2 separate regions of the Arachis hypogaea genome follow, and region 1 is linked to region 2. A link is a contact called in public Hi-C data. All regions are on one chromosome and are shown on one strand. The core of a region is the stretch at or near the end of the contact, and the rest is flanking DNA. Distances in the headings are between cores, read along the strand shown. Region 1 overlaps LOC112754869 (adenylyl-sulfate kinase 3). Region 2 holds the start of LOC112754868 (glutamyl-tRNA reductase-binding protein, chloroplastic).

Region 1 (4,939 bases), core at 1,053-3,552, 60 kb after region 2:
CGATTAGAATATCTAACTCAAATAGAAGAATATTCGTTTTTTAAACAGAATATTCCGTTATCTTAAACGTTATTCTCACGGTAAGGACTTAATTGAAAAAAAATTAACGTATAGGGACTCAATTAAAAAGAAAAAAAGTATAGGGACCTAATTGAAAATTTCGCGAAACTATAGGGACTAACAGAATAATTAAACCATTTAAAATCTTGTAGACGCAAGTGCGTCCATTCTTATCGGGCTTGAGGAAGTATCACCATCTTTTGATGATTATACCTTTCTTCAAGGTCTTTCCACAGATCTGCAGGATCTTTTAATGTGAGATATTCATTTTTCAATCCTTCGTCAAAATGATGACGAAGGAAAATCATGGCCTTAACTTTATCCTTCTTGGATACATTATTTTCAGCCTTAATGGTATCTCCAAGATCCATTGAATCAAGATGGATTTCAACATCTAGTATTCATGATAAATAGTTGTTTCCAGATATATCAAGAGTATTAAATTCAAGATGAGATAGTTTCAACATAATAAAAATTTGTTACCTGAGTCTTCCTAAAATTTGATCAGAATCTCGTGCTGATAACGTGTTGTAAAATAAATAAAAGATATACTAAATATAAAATAAAGATGTGTAAATAAAAGACTCTAGTATTAATATAATTAGCTCAATAACAATAATTCATAAATGTATTTACTTATATATATATATATTAGAGAGAAGTATTTAATAAAATTGCAACGTAAAGAAAGAGAAAGAATTGATTTTTTTATTGCCAATGAGTAATAGCTCAAATGACATAGTCTCCCCATACTCAATTAAGAGGTTGCGGGTTCGAGTCTCCTATATTTGGTAAAAAAAAAAAAGAATTGATTTTTTATTGCTGTTTATTACTTCATATTTGGTTCTCTATTTATATGTATATATATGGGCATCATTTTCAAACTTCATTAAAATTCAGTTTGGCTTGAAAAAATCAGCCGCACATATAATCAATGATCATCCATATGAGCTCTTATCACAACAAATCATACTAATTATACATGAAAAAATTAATTATTAAATTAATTAATCATAAAATATATATTAAAAATAAATTAAATATCACCTATATTTATATATAAATATAAAAAAAATAAGTTTTAAAATTTTTTAATTATTTAATAAAATATATTTTTTTACATTTATATTCCATAAATAATTTTAGTTGTGTATAATATTTTAATATAAAATACATATTAAATTAAAATATGCATAATCCAATCCAAATTTAAAGTATATTTTGTTGAATTTAATTTGACCATTAAATTATATATAAAATAATAAGAAAAACATGTTGACCGCCACGAAAAAAGGTGGAGATTTATTGATGCAAGAGAATTCTGGGGAAATGAATCTCCGTGAGCTATTTATCAAATTAACTACAGTTTGAAAAGACTTTCCAGTTCCAAATTTGTTAGCAACTAACCCATTATCATCATCATTATCAAATTAGCAAAATTCTTTAGGGTATATAAAAACTGTATCTAATTTGATTAAAAATAATAAAAAAAAAGATAGAATCTACATTTTTACTTTTGAATTTTAAAATTTAAGCACCATAAAAAATACTATCAAATTAAGGGCGTAGTTAAACCAAAAGGCACACACGAAACCCAGAAAAACATAACAACAGTAATGAGTAATAACAGCAACAATAATAATAATAATACACATCATGTACAAGAACCATCATTCAATTCAATTATTTCATAAATCCAAGCGTACAGTACATAAATACATACGGATACAGATACGGTACGGATGTAGGGTATATCAATCGGAGTGCGGAGTATGGTAGCCAAGGTAGGTGGAGAGGGAAAGAGCCAAACGGCGAAAGGGTTGGAGAGGAAGGCAGAAGAGAAGGTCCAAAACGACGTCGCTTGTGAGCCTCTCAGGGTTGCACGCTATGTACTGGCAAATATTCGCTGACACGTGTGCCACGCTCATCACCACCCCGCTGTTCAACACCATCCTTCCCTTCCTTTCCTTTCCCTTCCAATCTGATCTTCTTTCTTTAAATACGTCGTCGTTTTCCGCCTTTACTGCTTCCTCTTGTACTTGAATCTCAATGATGTGTGTTTCTTGACTTCTTCTGGTTCTTTCGTAACACAATAGTGAAAAAGAATAACGAAATTCGGTGTTTCTAATCTAATTAGAGAAAGAAGCTACCCAACATTAACAAAAGTCAATAACACACGCACTATTTTCAGAGGATTCATTGGGTGAGGCTTTGTGAAAACGGCCCAAATTTTGGTTGCTTTTGGTTTTGGTCTTGGACTCAGCTTTATGAATTGGACGCCATCAGATCAATATCAAACACATCCAATTACCTATACTCTCTTTAATTAAGTAATAATTTACTTCTTAATCTCTGTTCTATTTAAGTGAGACTGAAAGGAAATATACAAAAAAAAAAATACAAAAAAAAAAATAATATTTGTACATTAAAATTAGCCGTGAAAATCAACCACTATATGTATTTTTATTATGTATTTTATATTTCTGACATGTATTTTATATTAGTGGTTGTTTTAGTATATATTTTTCATAGTTGTATAAAAAAATTTTAAATATTATTTATATACTAAAATCAGTCATCGTATATTTATATAAACATATATGTACAACTTAACTCTTTTCTAATATGTATTTTGTATTTCAATGTGTATTTTATCTTAATTAGTAATTTTAGTATTTTTCTTTTTTACTGGAGATACGGAGACTCAAACTTGAGATTTCTTAGGTGAGTATGAGGAGATTATGCCATTTGAGCTATAGCTCATTGGCTAGTAATTTTAGTATATATCTAACATGGTTGACGTGATAAAATGTTTATATCTATTAATTTTATTTAAAATAAAAATTGAAAGAAACTATTTCTTTTTAAAAATAATAATCTTATACTCAAAGAATTACATTGTTTGAAATTCTAAAAGGTCATTACATTCTTAAAGAATTTCTCACATGTTCAAACAATGTAATTCTTAAAGATTTATTACATTCTTTTTAAAAATTATTAAGAACTAATTTGGGACAATTTTTTATTCAGATATTCAATTATTTATTACTTTATTAAAAATAATTTTTTTATTAATTGTTTGAATTAATAAAAGGGAATACATTAATTGTATCACTATTGCTTTGTTCCCTGGCCCTCCACACTAACATTCCCTTTTATTTCCATATTTCGTAGACGGAATACATTTGTTTTCCGATGCTTTTCTTAAGAACTCTCTGAAAAAATTTATAAAAGTATTTTTTTCATTTCATGGTAAAAGCACAAAAATCATATAAATGTTTTGAAAGTATTACTTATTTAGAGTTCCATTGAAGTAAAGTATATTATTTTGTACTGCGTGATAATCAAATTCTGATGATTAGACAACATGAAATGAATCTTTTATTCTGAATGCTTGGGGAGATAAATATAATCATATCATTCCTACGAGAATCACAAATTTATCTTTTATCCAATCAAAAAATTACGTATAGTTGATGAAATTTACATCATCACTGATCCTCTTGTCAATGTCCCCAATTCCCAACCCCTACCTTCTAGTATTTTAACTTAAGTTAGAATTAAAAGTAGATACAATCTAATTAAGCAAAATTCATATTACAGATTTGATCAACAAATAGACATAACTGTGTTGCTTATATCCCTAACTTCTTAGAAATCCTTTGTTCTCCAAGTAAGAAACTACTTGTCCAGCCATTGCAGTGGGCGTTGGACAAACTCCATTTTCCTGCTTAATTTCTATCTGGATGAAAACCACAGAATCATGATAATGAATACATAACATGTAGGCAGCACATTAGACACTGAAAAAGGTATGTACAGAAACATGTTAGCAGCTTCACGATCAAGTACCTCACAATTTAGGGGCGGTTCATAAGGATCGTCGATGCCGGTAAAACCTGCACAATTCCATAATTAATTCTAGGCTACATGGTAGAATTAAATAAGTCCTTCTACGCAATGTTTTTGCAAAATGCAACAAAGCTATTCAAGCTAAGACTAACTTAAAATAGTTACAGTGTATTGCAATTCCTGAACTATGAACATTGAACAATAAATATTTAGTAGGACTAGGACTTCAAATTTTTAATCACATCAGCAAGGTAAAATAACTATGCATTATTGCAAAACTCATCTGACTGATGTTGGTCAATTTAAACTGAAGCCAAGTTCCATTGAATGGTTTATGAAAACCAGCCCTTGGCCATATTGTTGATATTTTCACTATTCCGGAAATGGGCAAATCATAATATGAAAATTTTCCATGTTCAGATGAAAGCACTCTAAGGGATAAACTCTATATGTCATGATCAATGGCATCCGGGTTTAGCCATGTACAAGACCAATCACACGCTTAAATGCATTATGTTGGATATTGCATATTCGAATTCAAGTTTTCAGCTGTAGAGAATGCAGAACAAACATATTTGGGTTTCCTTCATTTTCTTTCTCTGTTACAAAGGGGTGGGAGTTAGCAATTGCAAGTAAAATAAAAGCACACCTTTGATCTTTCCTGAACGAGCAAGCTTATAGAGGCCTTTTGGGTCTCGTGCCTCACACAAATGTAAAGGCATGTTCATGAAAACCTGTAATTATTATTCAACTATCAAACATCATCTGAGAAACTTAACTAACTAAAAAAATGCCAAATGGAACCTTTCCTCAATAAAGTTGGCATCGGGCAACATGGCACGGCAAGCGTCCCGGTCTCTTCTATAAGGAGATATCAAACTGGCAACACATATTAGACCAGCATCGGCAAAGAGCTTTGCCACTTCTCCTGGATTAAATGATTTTCCTGTCAGTGAAACCATGCTGGAAAAACATATAATGCATTGGAATTTGAATACTTTTAGAACTAGAACTGGAAAAGAGGGAA
Region 2 (5,044 bases), core at 1,795-4,294:
ATTTGGCTTTATTTTATTCATTTATTCTTTTGCAGGTTGATTGTATTATTATGTTGTGTTCACTAACAGCAGCTAACTATCCCTCACAGAACCAAAATAAAAAAGGGCAGCCTGCTCCATAAGCATCCCGCGATAACGCAGAGTCTGTGGAAGGGCAACACCCAAAGAGTGTAATGTACGCAGTCTAACCTGATAATTAATACCAAGTCTAAAACCCCCTATTGCATGCAAGACTCCAATCATAATGTTAAAGGATACCCCCTCTTTTCTTTTTCCCCAAACCACCACCACCACCATCTATCTCTCTTGTGAGTTTCAGAATAGCATTAACGGGAAAATAAACCAACAAGAAGGGCATAGTTAGCAAACCTCCTGATCCTAACAAAGCTGTAGCAACACCTGACACATATCGTACAACTTTCGGTTCAATGCGCAGAAAATGGAAGTCCCCAAAGTCAACCTTTAATAAGTGAAATTGATACTGGTTAATTATATAATGATAAGAAGAAAGGAGAAAAGAAATGCAAGAATAGAAGAAAGATGAACAAAGTTACCCAAAATGCATTGGGATGTCTTGCCAAATATGCAGCTCGTACGGCTTCTTTATCGTTTTCAGGTACCTAAATAACATTTTCACGAAAATATTTAGAACCCAGCAGCACAATAACTATGTAACGATTATGTAGCCCAAACCACAATAGTAAAAGCAAATGAAAATATTGAGAAATGAACAGAAGATATTAACTTACAGAGACAGCATCACCGTGTAAAGTGACAACTAGATCAGTCCTATCTTCAGGATCTCTAGGCACCAGCAGTGAACATTTAGGATTTGCAGCCAAGTCCTGTAAAATATAGAAAACATGACTCTTTAGCTATGGAAGTAAGCCTTTGATTCGGTAAGAGCTGGAGTTGGGGTGTTTGTTTTGATTTATAGTTGTCAATATGATCATGGGCTTGTTGCGCACATGCTAAATAAGATTGAAAATTGAATTCATAGCCTTGTACAAGCCAAGTTTGAAACAATGTGCTAGATGGTTATATAGATAACTCATTTTTGAAAACCTCAACTTACATATGGATTCGTAATCCATCAGAAAACTTTTGGGGAAATGAAAAGAAAAGGAACCTTCGTATGAACTGCCAAGTCGCTCACTGCTAGTATCGGATATCCATTTGCATCACATGCAAAGTCCACCATCGACCCAGATGGATAACCCTCAAACTTCTGCATGTTAATGATTAGATAAGTAGTGGATATTTGAGTTGTCAGCGAACAAATGATAAAACAAAATTCTATGTCATACTGTAATGAGTAAAAATAGGCCCAATAGCGCAATTAGAAATTTCTCATTAGGAGTAGAATTTACTATAAATTGAGTAGTAGTGATAGAATCAAGGAAGGAAGTATTGAGTGAATTGTATCTTTCTTTCTTTGGAATTCCATCAATGGAATTATTCTCTCCCTGTATCTCTCTACCCTAATTGATTCTTCTCTAATTTCTCTCTAATTGATTAATTCTTCCCTTTTCTAATTTCTTCCCCTTACACATACATATGAATGTAAAAGTCAGTCAAATTAAGTTTCACTGCTATGCCAAACATGGACTCTCATTATCAATCAGTTTATCAGTGTGATTCAGGTGGGGCAAGTTGTTTGCAGTACCTTCAAGTTTTCAGAATCAGAAGAACCTGAATATGTGGGCATGAACAGAATACGAAAACTAAACATCCAAAGAGGGAAGAATCTCTCTCCATGTCTCTCTTATTTAATCACAATTTCATTTTCTGTAAAGCTGTTTTGGCATTTCATCTAGATAAAGATATCTCTTTGACAAAGTAGATTAATTTTGACACAATTGCGGTTATGAGTTTTACACTATTATTCAATCACTTAGAACTATATGTGAAACCTTTGAAATAAGGAAAGCACAATTACGGTTATGAGTTTTACACTATTATTCAATCTCTCTGACAGATTCATGTGTTGATTCATGATCTGAGATCAACTACTATATTCAAACTTCTTAGCACATAGAAAAGGCACAATCAATTATCCAAGTTCATGGTAAAGGAAAGCACAGAAACCTTTGAGTAGGTAGATAGCATCCCGCGCACGCTGCGATCAAGGAAAGTTCGAATTTCTTCTACCGGTGGAAGCCTAGCAGCTTTTTCCTACCAACAACAACAACATCATCATTATACATTTGATTTTCAACTAATCCTGCTGAGTTCTGATATCTACAAAACCATATTATTGATCAAACAATGTTGTAACTACTTTGAGATTCATTCATTACTAACATATAATTAATTTGACATAATACCTGATGCGCCTGAATTAACTGAAAAACATCATCTTTGTTGATGTTAACACCGCCAGGGGACGCAGTCTGATTCAGAAATCAGCGTTAGCACGCAGTAAAAAAAATATATAAAAGAAAAAAAAATCACAAACACACACACAGAGTCGAGCTAAGATAATCGTAAGTTCATAACAATAACATTAGGTTGATTAGAACAACAAAACTTTCAGCCATCAATCAATTCATAATTGTAGCGATCAGATACAACCCAAAAAACAGTTGATAGCCAGAATTATATTAATAAAACAAAAACAAAAATAATTAAACTTTGGAATAATATTATGCAAAGTTTGACTTTTTAAGCTTGCAAGCTAATTATTTTGCAATTGGGTCAAAGAAAATGCATGAAAAGGGAGAAAAAGAGAGTGGGATTACCGGAGCGGTGGATTGGGGTGAAGCGGCCATGGAAACAGAAAGAGTAGGAGTGAGAGTGGGAAAGGTGAGGGAGTTTGGTGAAGAAGAGTTGCGTTGGGGTGTGAGAGGGGAAAGAGGGACGAGAGAAGAGGGTTTATTAATATAAATGCCATTTGGCCGAGAAAATGGGGAAATTTTCATCAATGGCGTCACCATAGTCTTCATCTTTTGTTTTGGTTTTGCTGTCCCAACCGACCAACCAACCAACCAGTAACCTCACTTTCCTTTCTTTCTTCTTTCTAGTGTTTTAGTTGCTTCTCCCGATGCTTTTATTTTGAGAAGGATTTATTTATGACGTGCCCGTTATTTTTTTTTTACTTTTTTGGTGATTGAAAATTTAAAATAATTAAGCAGACAAAAAATAAAGTCTTAAGAGATTAAAAAAGCATAGAGCGATTTTTTTAAATATTTATCTTTAATTTTTTTAAAGCACGGAAAGTTTTACATGCTGCGAATATGATCTCAATGTTATCATGGTGTTTACTATTGTGTTTACATCTTAGAGGATCAAGCAAAAATCAACGCGCCACTTCCAAGTTATGATATCTTTGACTTTAAGTACCAAAAGATATACACACTCGGCATTATCATGAGAATTGTTAACAAGAATGAAAGCTTTCAGGCAATCCGTTTCATAAATTACATCTCTTTGCCCCAAGATTCAGGCTAGAAAAAATTCTCTTCAAATAGCAAACATCTCTCCTTAAAGAATATTGCAACTCTCTATTGTTCCCAAACAGCCTCGTTGCCAATTTTTGTTTTAGTCTCTGTTAACATAGGAAAAACCAATCCGATCCCCAGAACTAAAGTAACTAGCATCACAATTGATCTTAAAAATACCCATCGAAGGAGGAACCCAAGAGCAACTAATCATAGAAGGAATAGAAACTCGTTATGGGACAAGAACCAGTTCTTCAAATCTAGAGGATGACTGAAAATCTCTAGATTCTGTCAAACAAACTGAGCTTTCGAGCAATCCCGAATACAGTGGAAAACTGTTTTCTGGCAAGTCAAGAAACTAGGGTAGCTATTTGTATATGAAAGTCCTCTCCAAAGACGAAAAAACAGCGGTGGAGAGTGCCTCTCGCAGACAAAGTCAAGCCAAGAATTTGATCTTTTACGGAACAATTTGACGCCAAAGTCAAAGCCAATTCCCTCTCTTCTCCCATCCAAACATCTTCTTGTAGAGCTATAAGTACCCATTACGGGCATTATAAACCTTAGCCGCCCCACTGGACCAAGCCCAACTGACCACTGAACCTGCTTGCATATCCGGGTTGTAGGAGAGAATACTTTCATGCAAAACCTAGTGAAGAGGAGAATAGACCTTCTCAAGGTGCCACTCCCCAACCGACCATAGATCTAAAATCTGGATATCTGAATCAGAAATGTGAATATAATCCATCTCATTACATAACTACCCCTCTTTCCTCCATTTAGAAAATAAAAAATTTTGGTCCAAATTCCCAATGCACCAATCAAATCAATCCTTCAAAATATCCCAAATTTTACACAGACTCCTCCAAATATAAGATATGTTATCCGTAGAATGTCTGAAAGCGTCACCCAGAGAAAAACGGTATTTAGCTGCCAACAGTTGAAACCAAAGCTTGCAGAGATGATGAAAGAGTTGCCAAACTAGCTTCCCAAAAAGAGCAACATTAGCACAAAGCAGATCCTGTATTCCCAGACCACCAAACTTCTTTGGAGTGACCAACACCTTTCAACTAACAAAATTTAGCCTCCAACTATTAGCTTGACCTTTCTAGAGAAAATTTCTCATCATAGATGCTATAGAATTTGTTATCTCTTTGGGAAAGAGATAGACTTGCATGTGGTAAGTAAGAATAGTCGCCACAACCGAATTGATCAAACAGAACATTTTCGCTCTGTTGAGTAAATGCCCTTTCCAGCTGACTAGCCATCTTCGGATCTTATCCAAAACCTCATTAAAAGATGTTCAGGTCACCCGAGAATGACTAAGAGTAATCTCAAGGTATTTGCCCAAATTTTGGATGAAACAAATGGAGGACACCCCCAGTAAAGATTTCTTTTCTAATCACTGAAATATTATGGGAACACAACACTTTAGACTTCTCCACATTAATCTTCGTCCCATAAGCTTTACAGAAACTCTCCAATGCTGCCATTATATTTTGAACTTGTTTTTTTCTCGCTTTACAGAAGAGAAGCAAATCATCAGCGAACATTAAATGGGAAATTCTCGGACCCCCTCTAGAAATAACAAGCAGCTTCCACCTCCC

Evidence for each region. Hi-C and Micro-C count contacts between places; a contact is called where the count stands out from the background.
Region 1: a Hi-C map of leaf shows a contact between it and region 2, with 2.4 times the contacts expected there. The contact joins the enhancer-like site here to the promoter of LOC112754868 in region 2. A contact is called at or near these places in 2 of 8 Hi-C or Micro-C datasets (both in leaf).

What each region holds. Positions count from the first base shown.
Region 1 is chr16:125,094,084-125,099,022 of arahy.Tifrunner.gnm2.J5K5, forward strand. It overlaps LOC112754869 (adenylyl-sulfate kinase 3), which reads right to left. Exons shown (of 7, transcript XM_072221111.1): 4 at 4,721-4,837; 5 at 4,562-4,645; 6 at 3,913-3,959; 7 at 3,500-3,802. The coding sequence ends at 3,704. Among protein-coding and RNA genes, the nearest start is that of LOC112754869, 5.8 kb to the right of the region's middle. Within about 2 kb of position 2,303, at least 1 of the 3 cell types and tissues checked has open chromatin away from gene starts, as enhancers often do.
Region 2 is chr16:125,033,031-125,038,074 of arahy.Tifrunner.gnm2.J5K5, forward strand. LOC112754868 (glutamyl-tRNA reductase-binding protein, chloroplastic) reads right to left here and starts at 3,045. Exons shown (of 12, transcript XR_011874488.1): 1 at 2,742-3,045; 2 at 2,328-2,393; 3 at 2,089-2,175; 4 at 1,130-1,228; 5 at 750-845; 6 at 555-620; 7 at 370-460.